Linked DNA regions of Sus scrofa: region 2 is linked to region 1. The links are chromatin contacts, called in public Hi-C maps. All regions are on one chromosome and are shown on one strand. Each heading gives the region's core, a stretch centred on a gene start, on an enhancer-like site or on the middle of the called end of the contact. The rest is flanking DNA. Distances are from core to core; before and after follow the strand shown.

Region 1 (7,625 bases), core at 2,778-5,277:
TCTGGCCTCCCTTGGCGTCCTCCTCTCCGCTTCCTCCCCTTCCATCCCGAGCCTTCTCTCCACCCGGTCCTCCCCCAGGACTCCCTGTCTGCTCACTCTTAGGCCCTCTCGTTCTCTGGGTTGTTGTTGAGCATTTGCTCGGTCATGTGGTATGTTGGACCTTGGCCCTGTTTTATGAGCTCCACAATATTGCAGTTTCCTTTTTCAAGATATAAATGTTTACTGAATCCATGTTCTGCTCTCTGTTTGATGAAAGCCTGAGCCTGGAACCAAAGATGACAGCAGAGAAACAGAGCAGTCTTGCATGAATTCCTCTAGGTTTCCTTCTTCCAGGTTGCTTCATTTGTATTCTCTTCCTTTAATTCAGGTATGTGGGCAAAGACTATTCGGCTGCTCAGGAATTAATGGAAGATGAAATGAAGGAGTTTTACAGTAAGAACACGAAAGTCACTCCGGTCCAGACGGTGCATGTTGGCCAGTTGCTGGCTGTAAATGCTGAGGAAGATGCCTGGTTACGGGCCCAGATCATCTCAACAGAAGAGAACAAAATAAAGGCAAGCAAAATGAAGACAAGCACATTCTTTTTCACGTGAAAATGTTGCTTTCCATAGTGTATCCTTGCTCACGGTAGTGTTCCCCCGAAGTTGAAAAGATAGTGTCTGCAAAAGATTATCCCTGTCAGCTTTTAAGTCACTGGTGGTTATATTACCTTAGAGTTTTAGTTTAAAAAAGAAAAAAAAAATCGTTTCCATTGAAATACCATAACCCATGATGTCATCAGGAAAAAGCTTCCATTCCCATTACACTAGGCTATAAAATGAATACTGATCAGAGCTCTGTGGGCTTCTTATCAAGGTCAGTACTTTGGGTTTTGGTTTTTGGGTTTTTTGGTCATATATCTGTACATTTAATCTGTGCACGTGTGAACTTTCCTTCCATGTGGGTTATAGAACAAGAGAACCTTTAACATTGTGAAATGTTGCCAGAAGTGATCACCAAAGTGATTTCTCAATCTATATTTCCTATTTTTAACCCAGCAAAGTATGGTAATTCCTTGTTTTCAGACCGTTAACAAACATTGACTATTGCACGATTCCACGTTCAGTATGAAACACAGTATCAAGGGCTTTAGAGACATTCCGAGTTGACATTTATTTTCCCCCATCTATGGTCATTATCCATGTGATAAAAGTAGCTTCTTCTTTTCGGTTTGTATGTTAAACTTGACAGTACTGTTCCACTGCAGTATCTTTTCTCTCTCCAAGTATCATTTTCTTCCTACCAGCCATTGGAGATGTGTGAATGGCTATACATGTATTATATAAAGGCGATCAAGGTCAGTCCTTTGCAGTGACGGAAACAGTACAGATCAGAGAAGTCATTCTTCTCTCCCCTCTTCTGCAGCCGGCCAAGGAGAACCCCAAGAAAGATGTGGGCCGGGCCCCAGGATCTTGCCCTCATGGTCATCTTGCAAAGGTCGGAAGGGTCTTTCACCATTCCCTTCCATCTCAGGCTCCAGCATGCCAGACCTGGCCACATGCCTGGTGATCAGCCTCTGCCGCATTGCCTCCTCTTTCCCTCGGCTCAGAGACCCAGAACTAGGACTCCCTCTCCAAGGCACAGTGCTGCCTAAGTTTTGCCGGCAGGGTCAGCACATCCCAGAACCCTTAGCCCTGCAGGGGACGGGAAGTCTGGATGATCAGGACCCCAGTCACTGTGGCCCGATCACTGCTTTGTGCTCAGTGAGAAACCTGACAACCACCCCAAACATTCTTACATAAGCTTCTATTTCCTGACCATTTCTCTGCCCTTGGGAGGTTCAACAGAACTTAAGCTATTGGATGGCACAGGGATTGCTTATGAAAAGAAGAACCATACACAAACCCTAGTGACGTGTTCACAGTACAACGGTGTTTACAATAAGTACTGCAAATACTCCACAAGGGTGGCTCCCAGTGTGAGCTCTGTAAGGGCAGAAATCACCTGGACCTTCCTTCCTTCTTTCTATTTTGGGAGTTTAGGCTCTAGAGTCCCATAGATCTGAGTTTGAGTCCCCGCTCTGCCGCTTCTACCTCTGCGGCCTTGGGAAAGTTATTTATCCTCTCTGATTCCTTACCTATAAATTTAGACACTGTAATCATGCCAGTATCTGCTTGATACAGTTTTCATTGATTTTTTTTTCTCTGTCCCAGGGAAGGAGACAAGACAGACAAGTCTTTGTTTTCAAGAAGCTTATACATTAGTTAAAGACGATTAACCAGTATATAATAAACAAACAAGACCCCTTAAATGCAGCGAAGGAAGTAACCAGGGTTCTGTGATAGAAATAACTGTGATGGATGGGATAAGCAGGAAGATGTGATCTGGTTTCCATGCATCAAAGATTGTTCCCATGCCTGGGAGGGGCGTGTATTGGAGTAGGACAGAGAAGGAAAGAAAGGCCAGTTAGTTGGCTGTTGGAATAGCCCGCCACTTGTAACCTGAGTTAGGGTGTCAGTAGTGAAGACAGAAGTACTAGGTCAGATTCAGGATATATTTGGAGGTAGAACTGACAAGACACCAATCATTGAATGTGGAAGGAAAGGAAAGAGAAGAGTCAGGATAGCTACTGTATTTGGAACTTGAGCAACTGGGTAGATAGTAGTGCCATCTATTGAAATCTTGAAGTCAGGGAGAAGAACCAACATATAGGAGAATCAAGAATTCTGTAAGATCTGGAGTTCCCACTGTGGTGCAGTGGAAATGAATCCAACTAGGAACCATGAGGTTGTGGGTTTGATCCCTGGCCTTGCTCAGTGGTTTAAGGATCCGGCATTGCTGTGGCTGTGGTGTAGGCCAGCAACTACAGCTCTGATTAGACCCCTAGCCTGGGAAACTCCATATGCCACTAGGGCGGCCCTAAAAGGACAAAAGACAAAAAAAAAAAAAAAAAAAGAAAGAATTTTGTAGGATCTTACGGAGTAGCACAGGGAACTATATCCAATCTCCTGGGATAGACCCTGATAGAAAATAATGTTAAAAAAAAGAATGATTGAGTCACTTTGCTGTACAGCAGAATTGGTAACAACATTGTAAATCAACTATACTTTAATTCAAAAAATTTTTTTGCTGTGTAGCACCGGGAACTATATCTGGTCACTTATGATGGAGCATGATAATGTGAGAAAAAAGAATGTACATATGTATGTGTGACTGGGTCACCTTGCTCTAACAGTAGAAAACTGACAGAACACTGGAAACCAGCTATACTGGAAAAAAAGTAAAAATCATTAAAAAAGTAAAAAAAAATTTTGTAGGACTTGGTAGATTTGAGAATGGCTATCAGATTTCACATGGACGAGCCTCAAGGGAGGCTCAGGGAGAGGTCAGGATGGGAGAGAGATGGGGTTAGGAGAGCATCCGCATGTAGGTGCTGCTTGCAGCCATGGGACTAGGTCAGACCACCTGGAGGAAGACTCACCCATAGAGCAGAGAAGGGGACCCAGAACCAGGCTCTGAAACACTTTAGCATTTAGATGGTGGCCATGAGAGGAGCAAAGAGGGCTTTAAGAAAGGCCAAAAAAAAAAAAAAAAAAAAAGAGGAAAAGCAAGAGCACAGTGTCACAAAGCCAGAACAGGAAAGTGCCTCGTAAAGGAAGTGATGGCTGTGTCATTGCTGCCGAGAGCTGTGGGCTGCTGTTAGGAATGAAAGGGGCAGTGTGGTGGTTAGTTCTTACGACAGCAGGCATTGTAGCAACCCAGGCCTGATCTCGTTCCCCATATTCCCATGGACCAGACAGGGGAATTTTACCCTTCCTTTATCTGGAGACCACCCAGCTGCTTTGTAAGTCTTGTTTCTCTTGAATTTTACTACGCCTGACAGCAAGTTCTAATGCCCTCCTTGCTTTCCGCAGATCTTGGTGACTACGAGAAACGGGAACATGAGGTCACCCCCTCAGGTTGTGCCAGTTTGGCCTGGCCCAGGCCCACATACCAGGGGTTATTACATACAGGGCTTATTCCTGGTCATTACTCAGGCAGCACTTTGAGACCTTTGGCCACTTGAGGGGGCCAGAGAGCCAGGAATGGACTGGGGCCCAGTGCCAGGGTCCTGAGCCAGGGCAGAGGGTGGCGAGAGTCCAGCTGGATAACCCATGGCCAAATGTTTTATGAACTGCAGCTGCCATACCAATACATGGCCTCATGATTCAAAAGAAGAAAGAAAGGAACGAAAACAAGCTCCAGACATTACGGAAACCCTTTGAAGAACGGAGAGCCGTCATTCTTTAGACTCCTGGTGCTCGGAATACCTTCTGATTTGCCCAGGAATCATGCTTTCATATGTTCTGTCCTATTCTCAGACCACGATGTCTCCATTTTAGGCCTAGGAAGAGCAGGATCCAAGTTGTAGGTGGTGATAGCTATTAAAGGAAACAAAAGCTGCGTGAATCCCAGGGCCTTTGGGAAGGAAGAGCAGGTGCTAATTTAGGACTGGAGAAGCAGCTGGCTGCAGCAAGGGGTCCCTGCAGGGGGTTGAGGCCCCAGGGAGCACTGTGTCAAGGTACAGGCTCTAAGAGGGAATCCTTTGCCCCACAGACCCAGTTATCAGGTGGTCAGGGAAGGGCCTTAGTCTCTCTCTCTTTCCTTCCTTAGATTCTCTGATGGGGAGAATTTTTGTTCTGTATACATAGTACCATAATCTGGGTACTCAGAAGCTGTAGACTTTATTTTACTGCAGAAATAAAATTCTGTGTTACTTGGTATTTCTTTGCCCTGCCTTTTTGTTGACCTGTTTTCTGTAATAATCATCTCTGGTTTGTGTTAGAGAAGCGTACTAAGTTTTCATCACTTTGCCTCAGGTTCCTAGTTGTCATTCTAAACCACAGCTTACTGTTTCTAGATTTTCTTTTTCTCCAAAAAGAAAAAAGCTTTGGTTATATCGTCCTTTTCAACTGAAATTTTTATTAATACACTGAATGTAATATCCTGGCTCTCAGCAATCTCTGCTGGTGGTGAGGAAGTGCCAGGCAGGTTTTCTGCAAACACAAAACTCTGTCCAGGAGACTTGGAACCTTTTGCTGCCCTTGATGAAAGCCGAAGCCAGCTTCCTAGCCCTGGAAAAACCCAGAAGTATCTACTTTTACAGTGTAGAATTCCAGCCACAACGTCACTGTGTGTCCAGCCACAACATCATTGTTGTCATTGACAGAAAGCGTCTTGGGAAGCCTAATGGCTGAGAGCAGACTGTCACAATTAGGAATTTGGACTCTGATGAATACCACCAGTGCAATGCTTCCTCTAGAAGCAGACATTGCTGCCTAAGGAAGCAGAGCCTTAGTGGAAGTGTATAAATCAAGAAAGAATAAGGCGATGCAGGCATTGTGATATTAAGGACTGGGCGGGGCAGTCAGGGCTGGTAGCCCACACAGGTGCTGCAGAGAAGCTGGCAGCGCAGGGCATCGGGATCAGCAGGCTTCCTTCCTCTTCCGGCTGGCAGAGGTGCAGCAGAGGAGCAGGGCCTGGGAGTCAGGCACCCGGGCTTCCCAGGCCCCAGCCCAGCCTTCCTCTTCTAGGCTAAGTCAGGGGCACCTCCCCTGGCTTTTTCCAGGCAGTGGTGCAACTTCACATGTTGACTACAGAATAAAATGAAGCCAGTTAAATGCATCAAGTGATTTTTTTTTTAAGTGAGGATAAAAAATTTTATTTGAACCTAAATGTTGTTTCTGTTGTCTTTAGGTATGCTATGTTGACTATGGTTTTAGTGAGACTGTGGAAAAGAGCAAAGCATACAAATTAAACCCGAAGTTCTGTTCACTCTCATTCCAGGCTACCAAGTGTAAGCTGGCAGGTAAAAGGAACTTGTTTTAAAGTGCTCTCCATTTTGATGCATGTTACCATTGTACTTTGGAGTGGTTAAAATGTGCTAAGTATCTCAAAGTTTCAAAACGTGCTATTTCTTGAAAGGTATAAATAAATTCATGGGGTGTTTGTTTGTTTGTTGTCTTTTTAGGGCCATGCCCATGGCATATGGAGGTTCCCAGACTAGGGGTCTAATCGGAGCTGCAGCCGCCGGCCTACACCACAGCCACAGCAACACTAGATCTGAGCCGCATCTGCAACCTACACCATATGTCACAGCAATGCTGCATCTTTAACCCACTGAGCGAGGCCAGGGATCAAACCTGCATCCTCATGGATGCTAGTCAGATTCGTTTCCTCTGAGCCACGACAAGAACTCCCATAAATTAACATTTCATGTTCTCACTGTAAGATGTGATCATTATAAAAATGTTATAATGGTTTTATTATTTTTGTTACATTATGTGTAACATTTATAGCATATTTAATTTTATGGTAAAAATGTCTTTTGGATAGTTTAGAGGGTTTTGTTGTTGTTGCCCTAGTAACAGCCTCTAGAGGCCCTGCATCATGGGTTTGGATCCGTTCAAATCATCTTCAACCTGTTGTGAAGTGGCTCCCAGCTTCTTTCCCAGTGAGATGGACTCTCGGGGTGCTGCTTATTACCGAGGAACACCCCATGTGCACCCAAGTGCGAGTCCGGCTGTGGGTCCTGTGCGGTCTCTGACACTGTCATGTATCAACATTCTTTTCTAGGAAGTGTAGAGAAATGCATGTGTGTGAGCGACTTGAAGGGTTAATCTGAAAGTGTGGAGGGACACATAGTGGCCACGTTAATGATGAGGAAAGATACTGCACTGTGTGAGCATCACGCCAGGAGAGCCTGAGCTGAATTCAGAAAAAGATCAAAATTGTTTTCATGAAAATTGTGTCTGTGAAGAAATACCTCCTTCCCAGCAGGGTTAAGTCTTCATGTCAGAAGAGCCAACTTTGGCTCTGGCTGTGAGATAAACCTCAAGTCATTTTATTTATTCATTTGTCTTTTTTCTTTTTTGGGGGGGGGGGAGCATGTCCATGACATGTAGAAGGTCCCGAGCCAGGGATCGAACCTGTACCACAGAAGCAACCTGAGCTGCTGCAGTGACAGTGCTAGATCCTTAACCCGCTGTACCACAAAGGAACTCCCAAATCACAAGTAATTTTAAAATTCAATTACCAAAAAAAAAAAAAAGAGCTCCCTGGTGGCTTAGAGTAATCATATATATGGTATATGAAATTACAATTTTCCAAGCATTTAAAGAATAATTAGACTATGATTAAGTTCACCTAATACCCACATTGTGTTAAACAGTATTTAATCTTTCTTCAGTAAACCAGAAAGTTCTTTGGTATCCTCAGGGCCATCATGGTGTACTTAAAAAGAAAGAAAGAAGGTGGAGGTTGTTTAAATTTTCAATAAACACATGTTCTTGAAAGAAATAATTGTGTATATTTAATTAGAGAATGAAAAAAACAAAGGTATAGTCTTAGGAATAACTCAAATACATGACTAGCAGACATGATTGATTACTTATTAGTCTTTTTAAGTATTTGTTTTTATTTATTTATTCATGTATTTATTTTTTATCTTCTTAGAGCTGCATCCACAGCATATGGAGGTTCCCAGGCTAAGGGTCTAATCAGAGCTGTAGCCTCCAGCCTATGCCACAGCCACAGCAACACCAGATCCTTAACCCACTGAGCGAGGCCTGGGATCGAACCTACGTCCTCATGGATGCTGGTCAGAT
Region 2 (7,549 bases), core at 2,790-5,289, 130 kb after region 1:
CCACTGTGGCAATTCTGAATAAGTTCACACAGAACGTCTTCTAATCCTGAGGTGTTCACCTAAAAACTACTGCCTACATGTCAGTGTCATCGAGCTAAAGTGAATCTCTCAAAGAGCACACTTAGGAGCTAAGGATGTGGGTGCTGGGGGAAGCAGACTAGCACAGGGAAATCTTTCACACAAACTAAATCAATAAAAAATGAAGGTGGACCCACATCTTTAAGACCATCTCCACTGTCAGATGAGCTGTTGGGCCAGACCAGGGATGGCAAAATTTTTTCTGTAAGGGCCAGATCATACAGGCATACCTTGTTTTACTGCACTCTGCAGATACTTTTTTTTTGTTTTGTTTTATAAATTGAAGATTTGTGGTAACTCTGCATTGTCAGAAAATAGCATTTTTTAGTAATTTAAAAATTTTTAGCAATTAAAAAATTTTAAAAATTTTAAATTAGGTTATATGCATTTTTTAGACATAAAGTTATTGCACACTTAAGAGACTACAGCATAATGTAAGTGTAATTTTTATATGTACTACAAAACCAAAAAAAAAAAAAAAAACTGCGTGACTCACTTCAATGCGGTGATCTAGAATCCAACCCACATCATCTCCAATGTATGCTTATAAAAGCTGTAGGCTTCGCATTCCATCATTTCTCTCTTGAAATACTTAACTCTGCCATAGATCACACGTAAATGAATGGGTGTGTGGCTATTCTAATAAAACTGTACTTACAGGAGGATGTGGGCCAAATGCTGATGGCATTGCAGATCCTGGTCTAGTGCTCTGAGGCTAGCAGAGAAGAGAGAAGGACAGGGGTGGATGGCGGGTTGACTTAAGCAGCCTGGTCCAAGGAGTCCACTTCCAGGGCCCCAGCTTTTCACAGTTTTACCATCAGGACAGACAGGTTGTTCTTTTTTTTTTTTGCTTTTTTAGGGCCGCACCCACGGCAGATGGAGGTTCGCAAGCTAGGGATCGAATCGGAGCTTCAGCTGCTGGCCTATACCACAGCCACAGCAACTCGAGATCTGAGCTGTGACTTATACTACAGCTCATAGCAGCACCGGATCCCTGACCCACTGAGTGAGGCCAGGGATCAATCCCGCGTCCTCATGGATACTAGTCAGATTTGTTTCCACTGTGCCACGACGGAAACTCCCAGACCAGTTTGCTAATAAGGAAAATGACTACTCCCAGGCCTGCAGTATGGCAGAGAGAGGGTGTGACCTGGTCACTAGGCTCTCTCTGCAGCTGTGGGATCCCACACAGCTCATCTTTTACTGTGCTCTAGCGTCTTTTGGTCAGAATGCTCAGGTAAGAGATGAGCACCCAACTCTTGTGAAGGCCAGGAGGCCAACATGGTAACCAGCTCACCATGGTGGCTCTGGCAGCACTAAAGTTCCCTGTTTCTCTGTCACTGTGGCCCTGATATCGTCCAATACACAGTCACCCAAAACCTAACTCTGTGAAGGCTTGGGGAGATCCAGACGGGGCCGCTCACCTAAGCATGGCCCATCCTCATCAACACTCAGCCTGGGCTCTGCACTTGAGGGGATTCGCTCCCGCTGTAAGGGCTCCCTGGGTACCCGTGGCCGTCGGGCTGTACACTCGCATTCCTCTTTAAAGCTGCTATGGCCTGGGTTTGCAGCCTGCCTGCTCCCTTTGTCTTGACATGTAACACAGCAGGCCGTGAATCCTTGTCCTTGGCAGGTGGGGCAGGTCAAGACGAGCTGGCGGCACTGGGGAGTCGAGCAGAGTCTATACTGGTCCCATGGGGCCCCACAGTATGAACAGTCTGGGGAAGAAAGAAAAGCCTTGTTATAAAGACACATGAGCACACACATGTGTGCACACACAGGCCTATGTACAGTGCACACGTGTAGACAGGTAATCTCCAGTTCCAAAATATAACTCTTACTCCAGCAGCATCTAATATATCCTGTTGGACCTGGGGAAGGTTTCTAAATAGTGTCAGTCTCCTGTCTTCGAACAAGGTGCCCTCTCCCACCCCCCGCCACCACCCCTACTTTTTAGGGAGGAGATTGCTTCTGGGAACTGTCTTCTGATTCCAGCATTCAGTGACCTGTTTTTCTTTTTCCCGTTTAGAAAACAAGCAGTAATGTTTCTCTTTCATTAACTAGTCCAAAAGCTGGCCAACCCCTTGTCAAACTGTCTTTTTCCTTTAGATCATTCCCTTTTGCACAGGGAGACACCACGCCTGAATGCAGATGAGCCCACACCTACAGTGGCTTCTGCAGTCTGCACCCCCCTTCCCCAGGCCTGAGGGTCTCCTGCTGTTGCCAGCAGATACTTGGCCACACAATTCCTAAAACTCACATTATCTACTTTTTCGGCCCATTTTCCCTGCTGACTTCTTCAAGTCTCCTCACCTAGCTTATCCCAGCATCCCAGCTGCCTTTAGGTCTTCTTGCTCCCCTGTCTGCTCTATCTAGCTCCATATGAGATCTGAAGTTGAAGACACACAAATATGACTATTAAAATGGAAAAAAAAATCAAGAAGGGAAGAGGAAATCAAACTACCTTCTTATTCATTATCTGAATGTTAATTCAATCTCGCCCTGTCCCCATCACAGTTCTAGAAAATTCAGACAGCTTCTAGGATTGTCTTTTTAAGAACTTTCCTGTTGAAAGGGGTTGCATCCAGTGGGAAGAGCCACTTTTCTTAAGGATTTTTTCCATCCTTCCTTCTACCTTCCCTCATCTGGTACTTCTGTTAATGTGGACTCTGAACAACAGTCAAACCACAGGCTTTCTGTAGTCACCCCTTCCTGTGGCCACCCTGCCTCCTGCCTTGGCCTAAGGCTCAGCTCCCACCTTGGAACGCCCCGCCCAGCAGCTGAAGGTGCATACCACATGTGTCCATAAACCGTCTAACTAGGGGTTCTTTTATTTGTGTCATGAATTTACTTGACAATCTTGTGAAAACTACTGTCTTAGAAAAATGTTTTTAAAATGCAGTAAATAAAATGAATAGGCTCACAAAGGAAACCAATTATATAGAAATACAAAATACTGGAGTTCCCGTTGTGGCTCAGCGGAAACAAATGTGACCGGTAACCCTGAGGACACAGGTTTGATCCCTGGCCTCGCTCAGTGGGTTAAGGATCTGGCGTTGCTGTGAGCTGTGGTGTAGGCCAGCAGCTGTAGCTCTGATTAGACCCCTAGCCTGGGAACCTCCATATGCCATGGGTGGGGTCCTTAAAAAAAAAGAAAGAAATACAAAATATCAAAATACTCTTTAAAATCTGGGATACAATAAGATACTTATTAACAAGTTAAATACCAAGTCTCAGTGATGGTCCTAGTAACTAGTCCCATTTTGAAGCAATGAGGAACATAAATGCTATTTTGAAGTATTCACAGTCGCTGTTAATATATGAAAACACTATGATTTCTGCTGATGTCTAAGTCATGGGTATCTCTAACACTACTGATTGGCTGCCTATGCTCATAACTGAAGGAAGTACTACATTTAGTGAGGGGTTATGAAAATGAAAGTTATTTTCCATTCCAAATTCACAGAACCCCTGAATTCTTTATATTGACTCTGGGTTAAGATGCCAGATTTAGCGTCTTAGTTCAACTCTGAGCAGGTGGACAGAGCAAGTGAGATGATCCTCATTTTTGAGGACTTGTCTAACTAATAAACAATAAAGCCAGATCCCAACCCAGGCCTCCTGACTGGGTGCAGGGTTCTGTCCACTCTACTGCTGCCCCTCCAGCTCTGCTGGGACATGATGGTACCACAGATTCCTCTTCCCTGCCTTATTCTTCAAGTAATCAATCAGTACTGGCTGCCTCCCAGCAGGTCAGTACAGACAGTGCGCCTCATCACGAGTTTAGGCTCCAAGCCTGTGCCAACCCACCTGATACTATGTCACTGTTGAAGGATAAGGCGTAACGCTCATCAAAAACAAACAGCTTCCCTTTGTAAAAACCATCAGGAAACTCCTCGAGGTACTTGTGGATGCCGCCCTTGAGCTGGAACACTTCCTTGCACACTCCCTATGTGTGGAAACACAAGAAGAAATCTGAGGAGACAAGCAAGAGACCAGGAGGAGTAGGAAGCTCCACAGAGGTGTGGCACATGGGAGGAATGGCAAAATGGGGTTCCTGGTCCCCCTGCGGGACACTGAGAAACTGCTGACCTGGGGCAAGGAAGCAGCTAGCCAGGTCTTGCCTACAAGGGGAACGGGTGACAACAGCACTCAGGGCATTCGTTCTCCAGGTCCTGGAAAGCCCAACTATTTTTGCTGCTCCCTAAATATAGGAAGACACCTGTTAGGACATGTAATGTTACTGAATTTGCTCTTCTCAGGATCAAGCAAAAGGATTAGGAAAAAGGAGATGTGAACTCAGCTTTCCCTTTTGTGCTTGATGAGACTGTTAAGACTGCTGAATGCTTTTCATATCTTGAGATTTAAGAACTTCAGATTTTTTTTTTTTTTTTTTGGTCTTTTTAGGGCCACACTTGCGGCATGTGGAGGTTCCCAGACTAGAGGTCTAATCGGAGCTGTAGTCACTAGCCTACACCAGAGCCACAGCAATACGGGATCCGAGCCGCGTCTGTGACCTACACCACAGCTCACGGCAGCGCCAGATCCTTAACCCACTGAGCAAGGCCAGGGATTGAATCCAACACCTCATGGTTCCTGGTCGGATTCGTTAACCACTCAGCCACGATGGGAACTCCAAGAACTTCAGATTTTATACTTGGAAACTCTATGCTGGAACCATACAAGGGGAAACTAAATCCCTGGCTGGCTAGGGATGGGAGAAGGCATGAAGATGGGGGTTGGAAAGCTTCTTCGCCCCCATGCCTGTAGTGCCCTAACGGTGGTGACTCACCTTGGCTTTGAGGTAGGCTGAACCTCGCTCACAACGGATGCCCCCAGTGCAATACATCAGCACCCTCTTCTCTTTGAAAAGTTCTAGATTTTTGTCAACGTAGCTAGGGAAGTAACTGAATTTCCTGATGTCTGGGGCTAAGCAACCCTGGAATCGTCCCTATAATATAGGAGCAGCAGAAGGAAAATTATCAGAGAAACATACCTGGTAGGAACAAAAGTTCTTTCTATGTCTAACACCACTCCCTCCCCCGCCTTGGCAAGGAAGCACCTGCTTGCTGCTCGTGCATCCCACACTCTGACCTTTCGAACTTCAAGATCTGGAACTTAGAAACAAGGCTCATGGGCTGTGGGTCACCCATCCAGAGACCTCAGGGGACCTGGAAAGGCTACCAAAGCAAATCTGACAAGGTCCTTGACACTTGCCAAGTGTAGGTATACAGGAGTCAGAATGTTCATAATGTGCCAAGATGTCTTTATTTCAAATTTTCTTAGGCTTTCTCACGCGATTCTGGGTTCAAAGGCTTGGAGGGGCTAGCAGTGGGAGGAGAGTCATGTGACTTGGTCACAGGTGGGCACACAGTGTCGCCTTCAGAAACATGCTATGCTGTGGAACTCAATTCTGCTTCTCACTTACTATTTTGCTTTCATAGAAGTTTCTACAGTCCAGTAGGATAGTATCACTTTGTTCTTGATTTGCCTGGGACAGATACTTTTCTACTTCTTTATGAAATTCACCTGGGGATAAATGGATTCCTAAAACCAAACCAAAAGATTAGTTAAAACAAAAAACAAACCCCAATTACAACTGGCCCAGCCTGATTTGCTTTGTTTCTCCCCACCTATATCTTTCCTCTTCATAATTATAATTATGTCTGAAAATGACACTCTCTGATGACCATAATGAAAGAATTTAATAATTCCACGTACCCTCACTCTCCCTCTTCCTGAGATGAGCACTGTGGAGACCGGGCAGTTGAGAAATAACCAGTCAAAGAATTCTGCACCCTCATACTTGGCCTAACCCAATGATAAAAGCCAGACAGAGGGATATAAACTGCCATGTGGGTTTGCTGGTTCGTGTTATGACCAGTATTCCAGGGTCCCTGTACATGGAGGAGCCTGGGCAAATATATGCTTCACTATGGGCTTTACAAATCGTTCTATACCAAGGTCAAGTCCAAGTTTAAGGCTAAGAACCTTGGCACAGGTACATGTGAGGATAAGGCTATGGAATAAAGTTGGAATGTTTTATAAAAATGCAAAAGAGTAAGGAAAAATGTGCCTAAGTTTGTGTGCTGAGTAAAAGAAAAAAGGGTGGCAGGGTAGTGACAGGAGCAATGAAATATGAGAAAGAAGGCAAGAAAGAGAAAAGGCTAGAAGGAGGAGAGAAAGGAGATGAAGAAGATAAATAAAATACATGGACACTAAGAGGAAAGAACCTGTCTGGTAGGGCCCTTTACCTTCTCAACTCTCCAGGAAAGAATTATTCCTCTACCTTTGAGGGTCCAGACTGCACAGTAGTTTTTGAGGAAGTTTTGATGACACTGGCAGAGGCAAAACCACACTAGAGCCCCTGGTGGGGGCTCTGGTACTTCCGTCACCACTCGTGACAGAGCCGACAGCCCCAAAGGCACCTCAGTCCACTCGGGGATGAGGCCCAACAACCTGAAACTGCTGGCTACCCAGATGGGGCTGGACACCCAGAGTCCTGGCAAGGCCTGGATCCCTACCTGCCCAACCTAGGACTATAGGGAGAACATAAGAAGGCCAGATTCTATATAAGTTATTGTCACATAATGACATGGTCACTGAAAGAGTGGGGTAGGAAGGGAGGTTCAAGCCTGTGATAAGAAGCATGGAAATCCGCTAAGACTTCTACTTAAAGGGAGCCACAGGGAGCCTAACCTGTTCCTGCTGTTGCTACTATTGTGGCTACTCTCCTGGCCCCGTGACTCACATGGGCATGCTCAAAAGAGGTGCCTTCAAACAGCTTGGCTCAAATGGAAGCAGCACAGCACTACCTGGAGCTCCCTCTCCCCTAACCTCCAGAGCCATGTCCCAGAGCACCAGCGGAGAGCTGTCTGTGGTTATCCTCCCTCCTACTAAGGTAGGGACACTAAGTAGCCACAGCCCTTTTTGGCCCTTCTCATGCAAGAGTCTCTTTTCTTAGATGCTTGTATCTAACTCCCATTTCCATATGGTTTAACTCTTAGCTCTCTTGTTAAATATTTACATATTAAAAAATGAACACAGGGAGTTCCCGTCGTGGCGCAGTGGTTAACGAGTCCAACTAGGAACCATGAGGTTGCGGGTTCAGTCCCTGCCCTTGCTCAGTGGGTTAACGATCCGGTTGCCGTGAGCTGTGGTGTAGGTTGCAGACGCGGCTCGGATCCCGCGTTGCTGTGGCTCTGGCGTAGGCCGGTGACTACAGCTCCGATTCAACCCCTAGCCCGGAAACCTCCATATGCCATGGGAGCGGCCCAAAGAAATAGCAAAAAAAAAAAAAAAGAACACAGAGTCAGCCAGACCTTTGTACTTCCTCATCAAAGGACATGATACTAGCTATGAAGCAGTTTTGGGACAAAAAAAAAGGAAAGCAAACCTCAACCTGATCAAGTTTTGGCTTGAGATGTGCTATGATAAGGGTGACAGAGATACAGGATTTTAAGAGCTTAGT

What was found. A called contact is a pair of places that touch in the nucleus more often than the background predicts.
Region 2: a contact with region 1 is called in a Hi-C map of fetal skeletal muscle, with 3 times the contacts expected there. The contact joins two enhancer-like sites. A contact is called at or near these places in 1 of 5 promoter capture datasets (liver), 21 of 47 Hi-C or Micro-C datasets (alveolar macrophages, brain, embryonic fibroblasts and 12 more) and 2 of 2 datasets of contacts at active chromatin or transcription factors (alveolar macrophages and skeletal muscle).

The regions. Positions count from the first base shown.
Region 1 is chr1:239,341,269-239,348,893 of Sscrofa11.1, forward strand. It overlaps TDRD7 (tudor domain-containing protein 7), which reads left to right. Exons shown (of 17, transcript XM_001924680.5): 8 at 368-554; 9 at 5,716-5,827. Among named protein-coding and RNA genes, the nearest start is that of TMOD1, 30 kb to the right of the region's middle. Within about 2 kb of position 4,028, at least 33 of the 83 cell types and tissues checked have an H3K27ac peak or open chromatin away from gene starts, as enhancers often do. A contact at or near this core is called in fetal skeletal muscle and skeletal muscle, where this site is marked.
Region 2 is chr1:239,467,827-239,475,375 of Sscrofa11.1, forward strand. It overlaps TSTD2 (thiosulfate sulfurtransferase/rhodanese-like domain-containing protein 2), which reads right to left. Exons shown (of 10, transcript XM_005660262.3): 7 at 5,507-5,625; 8 at 4,871-5,029; 9 at 3,889-4,027; 10 at 1-1,796. The coding sequence ends at 1,459. TMOD1 (tropomodulin-1) reads left to right here. Exons shown (of 10, transcript XM_003353588.5): 10 at 1-561. Among named protein-coding and RNA genes, the nearest start is that of NCBP1, 21 kb to the right of the region's middle. Within about 2 kb of position 4,040, at least 3 of the 83 cell types and tissues checked have an H3K27ac peak or open chromatin away from gene starts, as enhancers often do. A contact at or near this core is called in fetal skeletal muscle and skeletal muscle, where this site is marked.